2 separate regions of the Capsicum annuum genome follow, and region 2 is linked to region 1. A link is a contact called in public Hi-C data. All regions are on one chromosome and are shown on one strand. The core of a region is the stretch at or near the end of the contact, and the rest is flanking DNA. Distances in the headings are between cores, read along the strand shown. Region 1 overlaps LOC107838971 (nuclear pore complex protein NUP85). Region 2 holds the start of LOC107838972 (ultraviolet-B receptor UVR8).

Region 1 (6,422 bases), core at 1,185-3,684:
ATCATGTATTTTTTATAGACAATTGCTAATTGAGAAGTTTTATTTTGTAATTTTAGTATGTTCTTGAAGTTTAAAATAGTAAATTATCATGTATTCTTCGTAGATAATTGTTAATTGAATTTTTTTTGTGATTTTTGCTCATAATGACACATGTCCAATTATTGATTTGAAATTGACTTATTTACAAATTCAAATAAATTACTTGGACCATTACATTCCGTCACAAGAAATTGGTTAGTCATTTTGATTCTATATAAATTTAATTTTAAAATTTAATTATATGCAACTGTTTCACTTGTAAATAAACTATGAGATCTAACATATTATTATTATTTTCAATAATAGGTTCTTTTGATTGATTGGTACAAGCTATATAAATATGATGAACTTTTTGATTGACGAGAGACACACGTGCAAAGTACGTACACTACTCTTAGAAAAGTGATTCAAGTTTTTTGTCATTCATTAAATGATTTTGCAGTAAACACAATTGTCTTTCACCATTTTTTCTTAAATAATTATTATTACTTATTATATCAAATATTAAAGAATTTGAAATTAATTAAAGTTCTTATTGATTTAGGTAAGAAAGTGAAATTTTACCTTATATAGAAAATAATTTTTACAACCCAAAATAACTATAGATTTAGTCTAAAAATTATTATTTTAAAAATATATATATATATATTTAAATAGAAATCCTAAACAAACAACCATCAAAATTTGCCTAAATTGACTATATTTTAATACAATTCAATTTGGTCTAATACTAAACCCAATAAATTAAAGTTTCAGATTTACCGTAAATAAGGTTAATAATTTATACCAGTTATTTAAAATTTGTACTTAATAATATAATGTACACACATGAATTCTATATATATATATATATATATATATATATATATATATCGTGTCTTTTATTTGGTTTGTATGAATATATTAGTTTTATCTTGAAGTGTTTTTCATATTTCATAAATTAATTAATTTATTTCTTAATTCAAGATTTTTTTTTTTTATCATATCGAAGTGATTTTGTAAACTGAACTCCTTAAAGCAAGATACATGTGTGGGCGCATAAGATAAGACTAGTTATACTAAATAACCTTAAATCAAATGGTTATAAATGAACCACTTACCGTAAACGGGAACTTTTGCCTTCAAATAATTTCGTCTCTTGAAATGAAGTTAATTAAATGACATGATCAATGAGAACGACCAAGCTTATTTGACCTTAAAGCGTTGTAAACAGTTTAATTTCTATGTTAATACACATTCTTATTTCATATTCTTCCTTGCATTTAATAATTGTACATAAGATCCTGCCCAATATACTGCATGTATTATTTAACACCACCAACCCAATATCCTGTTAGTTATATGGTTACTACCAAAAGAAGTTAGGATATGGTGACCTTTTTTTTACTTGGCGTCCAACAAAATACTATATGAACAGTGAAGTTACGCAGGATTTTAGGTTCGAATTGTTGTGTCAACACCACGGTCAAATGAAACTTCAGGATATTGACAACACATACAGAATGGCCATAACAATTACTCCCTCCATTTCATTTGTTTATCTATTTTTGAATTGACAAAAGATTTAAGAAAGAAAATAAAGACGACTTAAATCCCATGGTCATAAACTAAATATGCATTAAATGTACCAAAATACCCTTGTGGTCTTAAAGATGACGCTGACAGAGTACAGAAAATGATTAATTATGATTAGCCAACCCTCTAAATTAGATGATATATGGTCCCATTCTAGGCGCAGATGTGGGTTGAAAATCAATTGCCATCCGAATATTTAAGGCAAACTATTGCATCCTTCATCGATATGTTGCAGTTTCCTTGATCTTATAAATAGTAGCTCAAACAGGAACAATAACATCAATTTTTTAGAGAGTTCTATCACAGCCATCTCAACACTTTAACCAGGCAACGGCAGGGGTTTTTGTCGTCCTTTACAAAGGCATATACATAGTAGGGGAGGGGTAAACAACCCCCTCCCCCTTCCAAAAAGAAAAATTAATTAAAAGGATCTCCAAGTAGGAACAGCACAAGAAACCTTATTCTTATAGTTCCACTCTTGTCGAGAGCTACATTCTCATCCAATGCTTCCGAAGATTAGCTGGCTCGGAGAGGGGCAGATCATTCATTATTCAGTCGCAGCTTTTCAAGTTAAACACATCAAGGAAACAAATAACAAAACAGGTGGTGCAGATTCCGTTTTCTGCAGCAAGAAATGGTGAGCTTATGTACCATTTTCAAAAGTTAACCGCACTCCCGAAACAGACTACTAAAGAGGAACAAGGGGACTAATGTAACACTTTAGGCATGTCGGAAAGATGCAACTAGTCACCTCTCAAGCAAGAAAACTGGGGTAACAAAGTCACTCTTCGAGGATTGCACGACCCAGGTTAGTGGCAAGTGCCAGCCTGACAGAACTTAAGGCATCAGATGGCAAGTCAGCCTCAACAAAATCTGGTCTCAATCTTGCCATGGACAACTCTTGCAGTTTATTCAAGAGAAGCTGAGTTTGAGAAACATTAATCAACGGCCGCTCTTGCCACATCAACAATTTCAACTGCGCAGGAAGAAAAAGAAGGGGAATGAGGTCAAAGATGAAACATGCACCAGCTATTAATAAACATATAAATCTGAAAGCATGGTGAACCTTTCAGCCTGAATTAAATAAGTAGATTGCCAACCCTCCCCCATCACCCCACGTACCCATTTTCTAACCCACTGGTAGACTGTCGTTTGAAAGACTTCAGAACAAATTTCACGCATAATAAATCAGTTCCAATTTGATAGGAACTAAGATTCATGTATTAAGGCCAAAGAATAGGGGTATTATCTACGCAATCAAATGGTAGAAGTGATACCAACGACTAGATTCTCTTTTCTTTTTTTACTTGAGGAAGAATTTAGCACCTAAGCGGAGCAAGAGCAAACTAATATAGAACCGCAATGAAGCATTATTCAAAACTAAAAAGGAAAAGAAATAAGAAGCTACATCAAACTCATAACTGAAAAGGAAAAGAAACAAGAAGCTACATCAAACTCATAACTGAAAACAAAACAACAGAAAAGAGTAACTACACCTTGGAATATTTACTAGCAATCTAGATCCCACTCATAAACATCATCTTCTTTCATGTCAATTTTTTTTAATTGCCTTTAGAAGCCAACAATTTACAACAATCACAAGAATTGCTTGACCAAACATCTGCACAAAGATGGGATATTGAATCTTATATCTTTTAGTACTGGAGCTTCCTACCTTGCATTTCTATGACCTACTTGGTACTATGACTGAGAAAAGAAAAAGAGAATTAATCAGGCAAGTTGAGCAAAGAACTAAATGCAATAATCAGAGAGGTACTCACTGAATCATATAGAAGAGGTAACCAAAAATCTTGTGGCGTGGAAGGATTTTTCATGAGCTGCAGAGTAGAAACAAAATAAATTGACTCAGAGGCAAAACAGAAGGCTTTGTTTCAAAGGTAATAGAGATAGCACACCTCATATCCAAACAACTATTTCAATCCAACCTACATGAACATTCGGGCTGCTAGGTTTCATTAACAAATCTTATGTTAATTTATTCAGTTTCTTAAGATAGCTGCTTAAGTGTAAATCTTATAAATCAACAAGGCCTCGATACCGAATGCAAAATCTTATACATCCGCAAAATGAAATTTTACATCACTCAAATGTTAAATCTTCATTATTATAAGAGGTGTCAGACATACAGAGACGAGAGCTTCAGCTGCACTACGAGCAGCATCAGTGAGCATATCACCGTGACCCTGCAGTAGAGATCTCCTAAAGTCCCTGTACCTGAATAATACAACAACAACAACAACAATTCAAATATTTGAAATGCTCCGACACCGTTTTCAAAGGTGACATCCACTAATTCAAAGTAAGTATTAAGCAATTACTTCTTCAGAAACTCAAGACCGCCAGCAGTTCTAGACTCAGAACCCAGCAACTCTATGAGACCTTCCCATTGCTGCAGCGAAAGAAAAGTAAAATGACCAAAGAGAAAAAGCCACCTATTTCTATAAGAAAGCGATGTCGCTTCAGAGTCAAACTACTAGACTTTGACTTGGAACAAATATCTTACAGAGCAATCAGATTCATGATAATCAAAATAGAGAACTCTAAGTGGTGAACCAATTCTACCAAATAAACTAAATCAACAAGCCATCTTTGGCTATCTTCCTTCTGCTTTACTGTTTCTCTTTTCTTCTTTTTGCTGAGGCTGGATTCACTTTAACCCAGATCCTGAGAAATACAAGCTTAGCAAGATTGGACTTCCACTTTTGAGGTTACTAACATTATAAGAATCACAGCTGGTTAATATTCAAGGGCTTCACCGTCCACTTCCCACATTGCTTAATCTCCTTAATCAAGCACCTGGTCAAGATTGCCCACCACCATCCATACGTCTGCACGTGGAGTACACATGTTTGTCATATAACAACAACAACAACAATCCCAGTGTATTCCCACCTAGTGGGGTCTGGTGGGGTAAGATGTACGCAGTCCATACCTCTACCTCTAAAGAAGTAGAAAGGCTGTTTCCGATAGACCCCCGGCTCAAGGCACGAGATACCACACAAACACATAGTAAAGCACAGAAGCAGATTACATAACATAAATACGGCACCCATAAGTAATATAAAACAGAGGAAAGCAGAGGAAAGCACACAGATTCGTAATAAAACATGGAACACGGAACACGGAATCATAACAGGAATAAACCCCCACCAAGTAATTCCCTACACTAGCGACCCAAACTGGCCCTAGTCCTCTGCCCTAATTCGCGTCCTCCAGACCTTCCTATCTAGGGTCATGTCCTCGGTGAGCTGTAACTGCTCCATGTCCCGCCTAATCACCTCACCCCAGTACTTCTTCGGCCTACCCCTACCCCGCCTAAAACCATCCAACGCTAGCCTCTCACACCTACGGACCGGGGCATCCATGTCCCTCCTCTTCACGTGTTCGAACCATCTCAAACGGGCTTCCCGCATCTTGCACTCCACTGAAGTCACACCAACCTTCTCCCGGATAGTCTCATTCCGAACTCTATCCCCTCTAGTCAGCCCATACATCCAGCGCAACATCCGCATTTCTGCCACCTTCATTTTTTGGATGTGGGAGTTCTTAACTGGCCAACACTCCGCTCCATATTAATAAAAATAATTAATATCTCTTCTATATCAAGAGAATTTACTTGACCGAGACCCAAAAAAGTACCAACCATTCATGTTGAACATGACATCCTCAGAACCCCCAAAAGCCACAGAAAGCCAAATAAATGATAGAGAGCGCCATGAACCAACAGAAACATAGGTAGAAGGTCATACATGTACTGACCATTTCTGAATCACGGATATAAATAGTTGATCTGGTGAGGTGGCAGACAAAGAGGGTGGTTGGCTAAAATTATAAGCTGGCCAAACTGGTTGATAAGCACTTGCTACCTTATCTAAGCGTTTGGTAAACATTCTAAGTGACGTTTGGTAAACATTCTAAGTGCTAATAAAGCCCAAACCAACCAAACTCGTAAGTTGCTCATCCATAAAAGGGCTCATAGACTTAAAATGAAGTCAACTATGACAAGATAAGCATACAACAACAACATACCCAGTGTATTCCCACAAAGTAGAATGACAAGATAAGCATATAACAACAACAACATACCTAGCGTATTCCCATAACGTGAGATGACAAGATAAGCATGTTGATGAATTTAGTGTAAAGAACTAATTATAGTATGCAAACAAGAAAAGACTAATGTAAGTGCAATTCAATATAGAGAAAATGATAATTTTAGTCCTTCATACATACACTAAGGACTATCTCAAGTTCATGTATATAAGGACCAAAATGACCACTTTCTCCATACATTAAGGACCATTTTGATCGTTTTCTCTTTCAATATACAACGAATACTTTTTCAACTGTCTTAGAGAAAAGACCATGATTGCATAGTGTATGCATTCCTCATCTAAAAACAAATCATAACTTTATTATATAAAACAAAATAAAGTCACTACTGTCAACAACTCAAACAACAACAACAAACCTAGTGTATTCCCACATAGTGGGAGGTTCTAAATTTCTTCTAGACTTATATCTAGCCCATCAGATAGCATGTTCTTCATAACGCACATACTTGGATAATTGGGAAAAACGTGGATACATAAAATGCCTGTGAAGTAATTAAAACAGTTGAACCATCTACCAAACCAACAGTCTAAAGAATGTATTCCTTTTGGAGAAAAGAAATAATAAGGAACACACTCAAGCAACATAACCTGCGAAAAATTGCAATTTAGAGAAATGGGTATAAACATGTATTGTTACAGACAGAAGTTAACACAGTTGTACAAGTACTAAGA
Region 2 (6,422 bases), core at 1,490-3,989, 200 kb before region 1:
ATGTCAGTTTAACTCAAGTTAAGAGCACATTTATGTATTATATGTGCGCGAAATGGTCTATTGAACTCTTGTACTTGTCCTAATTTGTAAAGTGACCACTTCTATTTAGTCTTTTACATCTTAACCGTTCAACTCAAAAAAATCTAAAATCTAAAATTCTAAACCCCTCTGATCATTGACTGAGCTGATGTGACATTAATATTGTTGACTTAGAAATATGCATGCAAACACTCATTTAATGGCTAGTGAAACCAATATTTCACCTTTAAAAACATGATTTTTCTTTAAAGAAAACAATATATATTTAGACAAAAGGAAAAAAATAGAAAAGGAAATCCCAAAATGCTTCGCTTCTTCTTCAACCCATCCCACCCCATCCAGCCAACCCTACCCCCACCCTCATCTTCTTGTTATTCTTCAATCCCCACCATCCTTCTACTCTGTCGTTCTTTCATCTCCATTTTCTTCGAACACAACCCCTACCCACTATCCCCACCCCGCCAATCAATTCCCAATACCAACATTTTATAGGATATAGAAAAATAAATATTTTTGAAAAGAAATTAAGGAATAAGAATTTTATTTGTCAATTTCTTTGATTATGAGACCGTTGTTAGCAATTATTTGATGAATTTTTTGTAGTTTTTTGTTTAAAATTATAATCGTTAATCATCTTGTTAGAAAATTATGATGATGAGTGAATTTATTTTATTTGGTTGATAGAGCATTGAGAGAGATGGAGATAGTGTTGTTGGATTGAAGGTTAAGGAGCAGAAGGGTGTTTGTCGGGTTAAAGCATAGGAGCAGAAAGACAAAGAAAAGAGAAAAAAAAGAAGAGTGAGGAGAAACGAGTAAAAAAATTGCAGGGGGGGTTGTTTTGTTTGAAATTTCATTTTGTGTTATTTATTTTTTATATGTATTATTTATTAATGTTTAATTTCTTATGTGACATTTAAAAATAACGTGAAATTTAATGTAGCATTTAAAAATAACATAAAAATTGACGTGGAGGCGTTTGTATTACACACACCGAAATAAGATTTAAAATATTGAATCGAGGAGTTCAGATGACAAAATGCTAAGTAAAGGTATTTATTTTATAAACTCGAATAAATACAAGGGTACACTAGACCATTTTACCATTATATGTGTTAAATATTTACAAATCTGAATAAAGTTTAAACATTAATATTAATATTTATAATCTATAATTTATAATCTATAATCTATATCTATAATTTATATTTATATCTATATCTATAATATATTAAAAGTGTGAAGGCCCTTAAAAAATGATTTGAACTTTTTGTCCTTCATTAAAAGACCTTTCTTTAGGCAAAACTGTCTTTTTACTATTTTTTAAAATTTATTATTTAATTATTTTTATTATATTAACTAGACTTCTAAAATATATGGAACTCCTAAAATATATAGAAGGAGAATCAATTAACATTTTCCTTTATAGTGATCAATTAGAAAAATACTCCTAAAATAGGATAGCAAAATACTCCTAAAATAAGACTTTACTAAGGAAATACTTCTATAAATATTGAGATGCACGTTAAACTACCGAAGAAATTGATTTTCTTAAGCTTTGTGATCACTATTGTATTATTTTATTGTAGTTTATAGGTCATAGATGAATTTACAGGTGGTAGACGAATGTCGGTCGGCTTTGAGGAATTCTTTTAGGTAAAGATTAGGTTTAATTGTATTATTTTTATATCTCTATTTTAAGAATTTTTTTTGTGTAGACGTAAAGTTTAGTTGTATTATTTTTGATATCTCTATTATCGTATTATTTTGTTATAGTTTAGAGGTGGTAGATGAGTGTCAGACGACTTTGAGAAAATTTTTGTGTAAAGGTTAGATTTAATTATATTATTTTGATGTCTCTATCATTATATTGCTTTGTTGCAGTTTACAGGTGGTAGATGAATGTCGATCGACTTTGATAGATTTTTTTTGTGAAGGTTAGGTTTAATTAAATAAATTCTCTAAAAATATTCAATTTAATTATTATATTATATTTATTATTTAAATAAATGTTTAAATTCAATTAAATAAGGTGAAATGCGTACACCTAAACTAATTAATATCAAGGGGGAATGACAGAAACGACACTTCAAATCAAACTATTTTTATAAAAATGGCTATGAAATTTAAATTCCATTTTCTAGCCATTTCAATTTACTGGCGTGTTCTATATCGTTTCTACACACCTTCTATACAGTTTCTATACATATCTTATACATAGAAATATTTTATATGAAAATTATATAGTTTTGATACACAATCTATACAATAACTATACATTTTTTTACACGTTTTATATAACAATTATATAATTTTCATACACTTTCTATATATTTTTTTATATATATTTTATACATATACATATTTGGTAGAACTACATAATTTCTATACATATATATTATATCGATACATATTCTATTTAACAATTATATCATTTTTATATAATTTAATTATTATTTTTAAATAATAAAAAAAGTAGAATATTTGATTAGTTAAAATATTTATAACCAAAAAAATTAAAATATTTTTAAAAGGATCGAATTGCTCAAGTTGGATGGTGTATCAATATTGTTAATAAACTGTATCAATATAATATATGAATTAAGTAGGTTAAAATAACTCAAATTAAGGAATACCTATAAAACGAAAATACAGAAAACTTTTTAAAAAGTTTTTAAACTTGAGTTATTTGTTTTTAGAAGTGACCTTTTCCCTGATATCTATTTGAGTCGTCACATACATAAAGATTTGGAGGGATGGGAGTAATACCACTTGTAGTAACAAATCAATTTCCCAAAATTTGTGAGATAAAATACAGTGAGTTACATTCCTGATCAAAGTTAAAGAAATGGCGGAGCAACTGGAATCTGAATCGTCAGGATCGGGCAACTTGTTTAACAAAATCATAGCTGTCGCCGCTGGCGAAGCTCATACTCTTGCTCTCACTGGTAACACATACATCTTTTTGAACTCTCTCTTTTATATTCTTCCACCCCAAAAAGATTCTCTGAACAGTATCTAAATTGTTGTGTAGCAAATGGAGATGTGTATTCTTGGGGAAGAGGAACATTCGGTCGACTTGGTGTCGGTTCAGAAGCTGACCACTTATACCCGGTTCGAATCAACTTTGGCCTGGCTGATTCTAATGGAGATAAACGGGTCAAGATTGTTGGTATTACTGTTGGTGCTTATCACAGTCTTGCTGTTTCAGGTTATACCCTTTTTTCTATCATTTCACTTTCTTCTATCTTTTGCTTTGATGCAAACTTAAATTCAGTTTAATTTGTTGGTTTATAGTCAAAATATTGCTTACTTTCTTCAAGCTACTGTTATGTCCCAATTTATGTGGCACATTTATCATTTCTAGAGTCAAATAGTTTAATTTTGACCGAAAATTTGGACATGGAATATTTAAGTTTAAAAGAAAGGGCAGCTCGGTGCTCTAAAACTCACTACAGCTGCTATGCATGGAGTCCGGGGAAGGGCCAAACCACAAGGGTTTATTGTACACAGCCTTACAGTACATTTTTTGCAAGAGGCTATTTTGACTGGTTGAACTCGTGACCTCCAGGTCACATGTCAACAACTTTACCAATTGCTCCAAGGATCCCGTCAAAATCTGTAAGTTTATCAAAATAAAATTTACATATTTGAAAACTACGTAAAAAGTAGTATTAGTTACAATAATCGATAATTCAAGAATTTGAAAAGATATATGAAAAAATTATAGTCAAAGAAAGACTTGTTTGAATCTCAAAATCCAAAAGGTGCTACATAAAATGGAGAGTAGTAGTTAATTGGGCAGTGAAATCTTGAAGTTCATCTCTTTGGATATGTAATTTTAGGCTGGCTATCCCCAATTTCATCTGTCACTAGATTGAAATTATTCTATCTTGTTACTTCTAGATATAAAGCCATGGGTTAGATTGTCAATGACCGTTTTCTACAATTTGTGTCTTGTGTTTGCTTTCAGAATAGTTCATGTGATCTATGAAATGTGCATATATGCAGTAGTGGATCAGTAATTTAGACTATGTTGGTTTTGAATTAAGAGTATGGTTTTGAAATTTACTAGTTTTATCTGGACTTGCTTTTAACACCCAATACATGTATATATAGAGGATTTAGCAGATAGTTGCGAGTTCTACCAAACATGGACCCATAGTTAATATGGTCTATGGCCTCGTCTTACCATTAACCACAACTCAGTAATCCACTGTCGAATCAAAGATGGCGTCTTCCATAAATAAAGGCAGTTTGGAATGCTGAATCTTATAGATCAAAGTATTTTTCTTACACAGTACCACTTAGTAAGAAAAATTTGTCGTAGAGTCCCTCTCAACGAAAGCATATTATAATGCCAATGATGTTTTATTTATTTATTTATTTTTTTTTGTAATTTTACTAATTTAAAATTTTCGAGTTTTTTGCAACTTAGGAAAATATTACTCCCCGTGTCTCATTTAATGTGACACTTTCCTTTTTAATTTGTTCCAAAAAGAATGACATCTCTCTTTCTTGAAATTACTTAATTTTAGCATCCCCATTTTATTCTTTATGAGATGACACGTTGAAACCCTTACCACCATATAATGAAAGACGTAGAGAACTCTCACCACCACTCATTTAAAATGATATCTTTGGCATATGTTTATTATGTCAAAATTCTTCTTTAATTTCTTAAACTGTGTCAAGTGAAACACCATAACATAATTCTGACGAAGGGAGAAATATTACAGTTTTCAAGGTTTCTACCATGAATTAGGTAGATAGCTGCTAATTCACTCATGTTCCACAAACTGAAAAGATCTACATATTAGGTAGGTTGACATGGCTTATGGGTTTAATCTAACTGTCAAATCCTTATTGGAGGATTAAATAGAGTTCACTCTTCTTTAAGACTCAAATGGGTGAAGTGTTTTCTTGTCAAACAAAGAGCGGGGGATTGAGAGCTAATTATTTGTTTGCTTTATCCAAGGTGCTAAAATTATAGAACCATGAGATTTGTACTAATATGTGAAGGCATAACAAAAACATTCAGATAGTTACAATTTTTGGCTTATTAACAAAACTGATACTAAGAAGAGCGCGGTGTGGGGCCCTTTCCCGGACACCGCACATAGAGGTAGCTTTAGTGCACCGGGCTGCCCTTTTTTTATACTAAGAAGAGCAACAATGCTGTTTACAAGGAAAAATGTTTAACTATCTTGAACTCCATGACTCTGTTTCCCTTTTCTCTTTTATTTTGACTTTTCTTTGTTTTTGCAGATGATGGATCAGTATGGGGCTGGGGATATAATATCTGTATCCTTGAGAGATTCCTTTGATTTTAGTATATGCTTTTATATGGTGAACGTCCAGTATTATTTGCTTGAACTTATTGAATTTGCAATTGTCTTGTGCATGTGCTATTAATCATTCTTTTCCTTGACTTCGTTGTGGATGGACAACTTGGTTTTGACGGAGAAAATTCCTTGGTTCCTCATTTATTGGAGGGATTCCTTGAGTTAGGTTCCCCTAATTCATCAGCTAGTGGCTCAGAGAGGAAGAAACTGACGGTATGAAACAAGTTGAAATTAATGAGGAAATAGATTGATGTCAGCAACTGATTCTGTTTTCTCCTGTAGATTTCCTCAGTTAAAGGTGGCGGGATGATGTCATCTGCAATTGATAGTCTTGGATCTCTATGGATGTGGGGTAACTTTCCTGAACCACAGAAAAGCAAGTCTATGGAGAGTGAATTCCCTCTTACTAGTAGTTGCAACCCAATGCCTGTCTGGAATTTCCATGGACACACAGTTGTTAAGGTGGCATGCGGAAATGAGCATGTTGTGGCATTAGTCACTGCTGGTGAAGGTTACAAAGGGAGTGATCTGGTTTGTTATTCTTGGGGTGGCAACAGCCACGGCCAGTTAGGCTTGGGAGACAGGCAGAGCAGACAGTATCCTGAAGTTATTGAGCCCTTCAATTCAGATGCCCCTTGGACAGTATATGAGGTAGCCTGTGGAGCTTTTCACACTGCTTTACTGGCTCAGAAAAGTCCAAGTGAAACATTTGAAAGTGTATGCTGGACATTTGGCCAGGGAGATAATGGGCAATTAGGTCATGGGACAACCCAAAGTGTGTTATCACCTGAACCAGTGAAAGGGTTACCGTGGAATGCATTTCTCATTTCTGTTGACTGTGGTTTATTTCACACAAGTGTTGTCTCTTCTGCTGGAGATGTGTGGTCATGGGGAATGGAGAAAGGCCTTGGCCTATGTCCTGAAGCAAGTTATAGTGGAGCTGATGCAGGTGATGCAATTCTTCCTCTATTGATTCCCTGTGCTGGGCTATACGGGCCTAAATTTCCAGAACCTGTTCAAGTTGTCTGTGGTGCTGCCCAT

What was found. Hi-C and Micro-C count contacts between places; a contact is called where the count stands out from the background.
Region 2: a contact with region 1 is called in a Hi-C map of leaf, with 2.1 times the contacts expected there. The contact joins the promoter of LOC107838972 here to the enhancer-like site in region 1. A contact is called at or near these places in 2 of 5 Hi-C or Micro-C datasets (leaf and placenta).

The regions. Positions count from the first base shown.
Region 1 is chr8:60,765,478-60,771,899 of UCD10Xv1.1, reverse strand. LOC107838971 (nuclear pore complex protein NUP85) reads right to left here. Exons shown (of 19, transcript XR_007044020.1): 15 at 3,954-4,024; 16 at 3,762-3,849; 17 at 3,396-3,452; 18 at 2,314-2,590; 19 at 1,842-2,201. Among protein-coding and RNA genes, the nearest start is that of LOC107838971, 13 kb to the right of the region's middle. Within about 2 kb of position 2,434, at least 3 of the 5 cell types and tissues checked have an H3K27ac peak or open chromatin away from gene starts, as enhancers often do. A contact at or near this core is called in leaf, where this site is marked.
Region 2 is chr8:60,970,441-60,976,862 of UCD10Xv1.1, reverse strand. It overlaps LOC107838972 (ultraviolet-B receptor UVR8), which reads left to right and starts at 2,739. Exons shown (of 5, transcript XM_016682278.2): 1 at 2,739-2,984; 2 at 3,071-3,247; 3 at 5,305-5,340; 4 at 5,479-5,594; 5 at 5,664-6,422. The coding sequence starts at 2,885.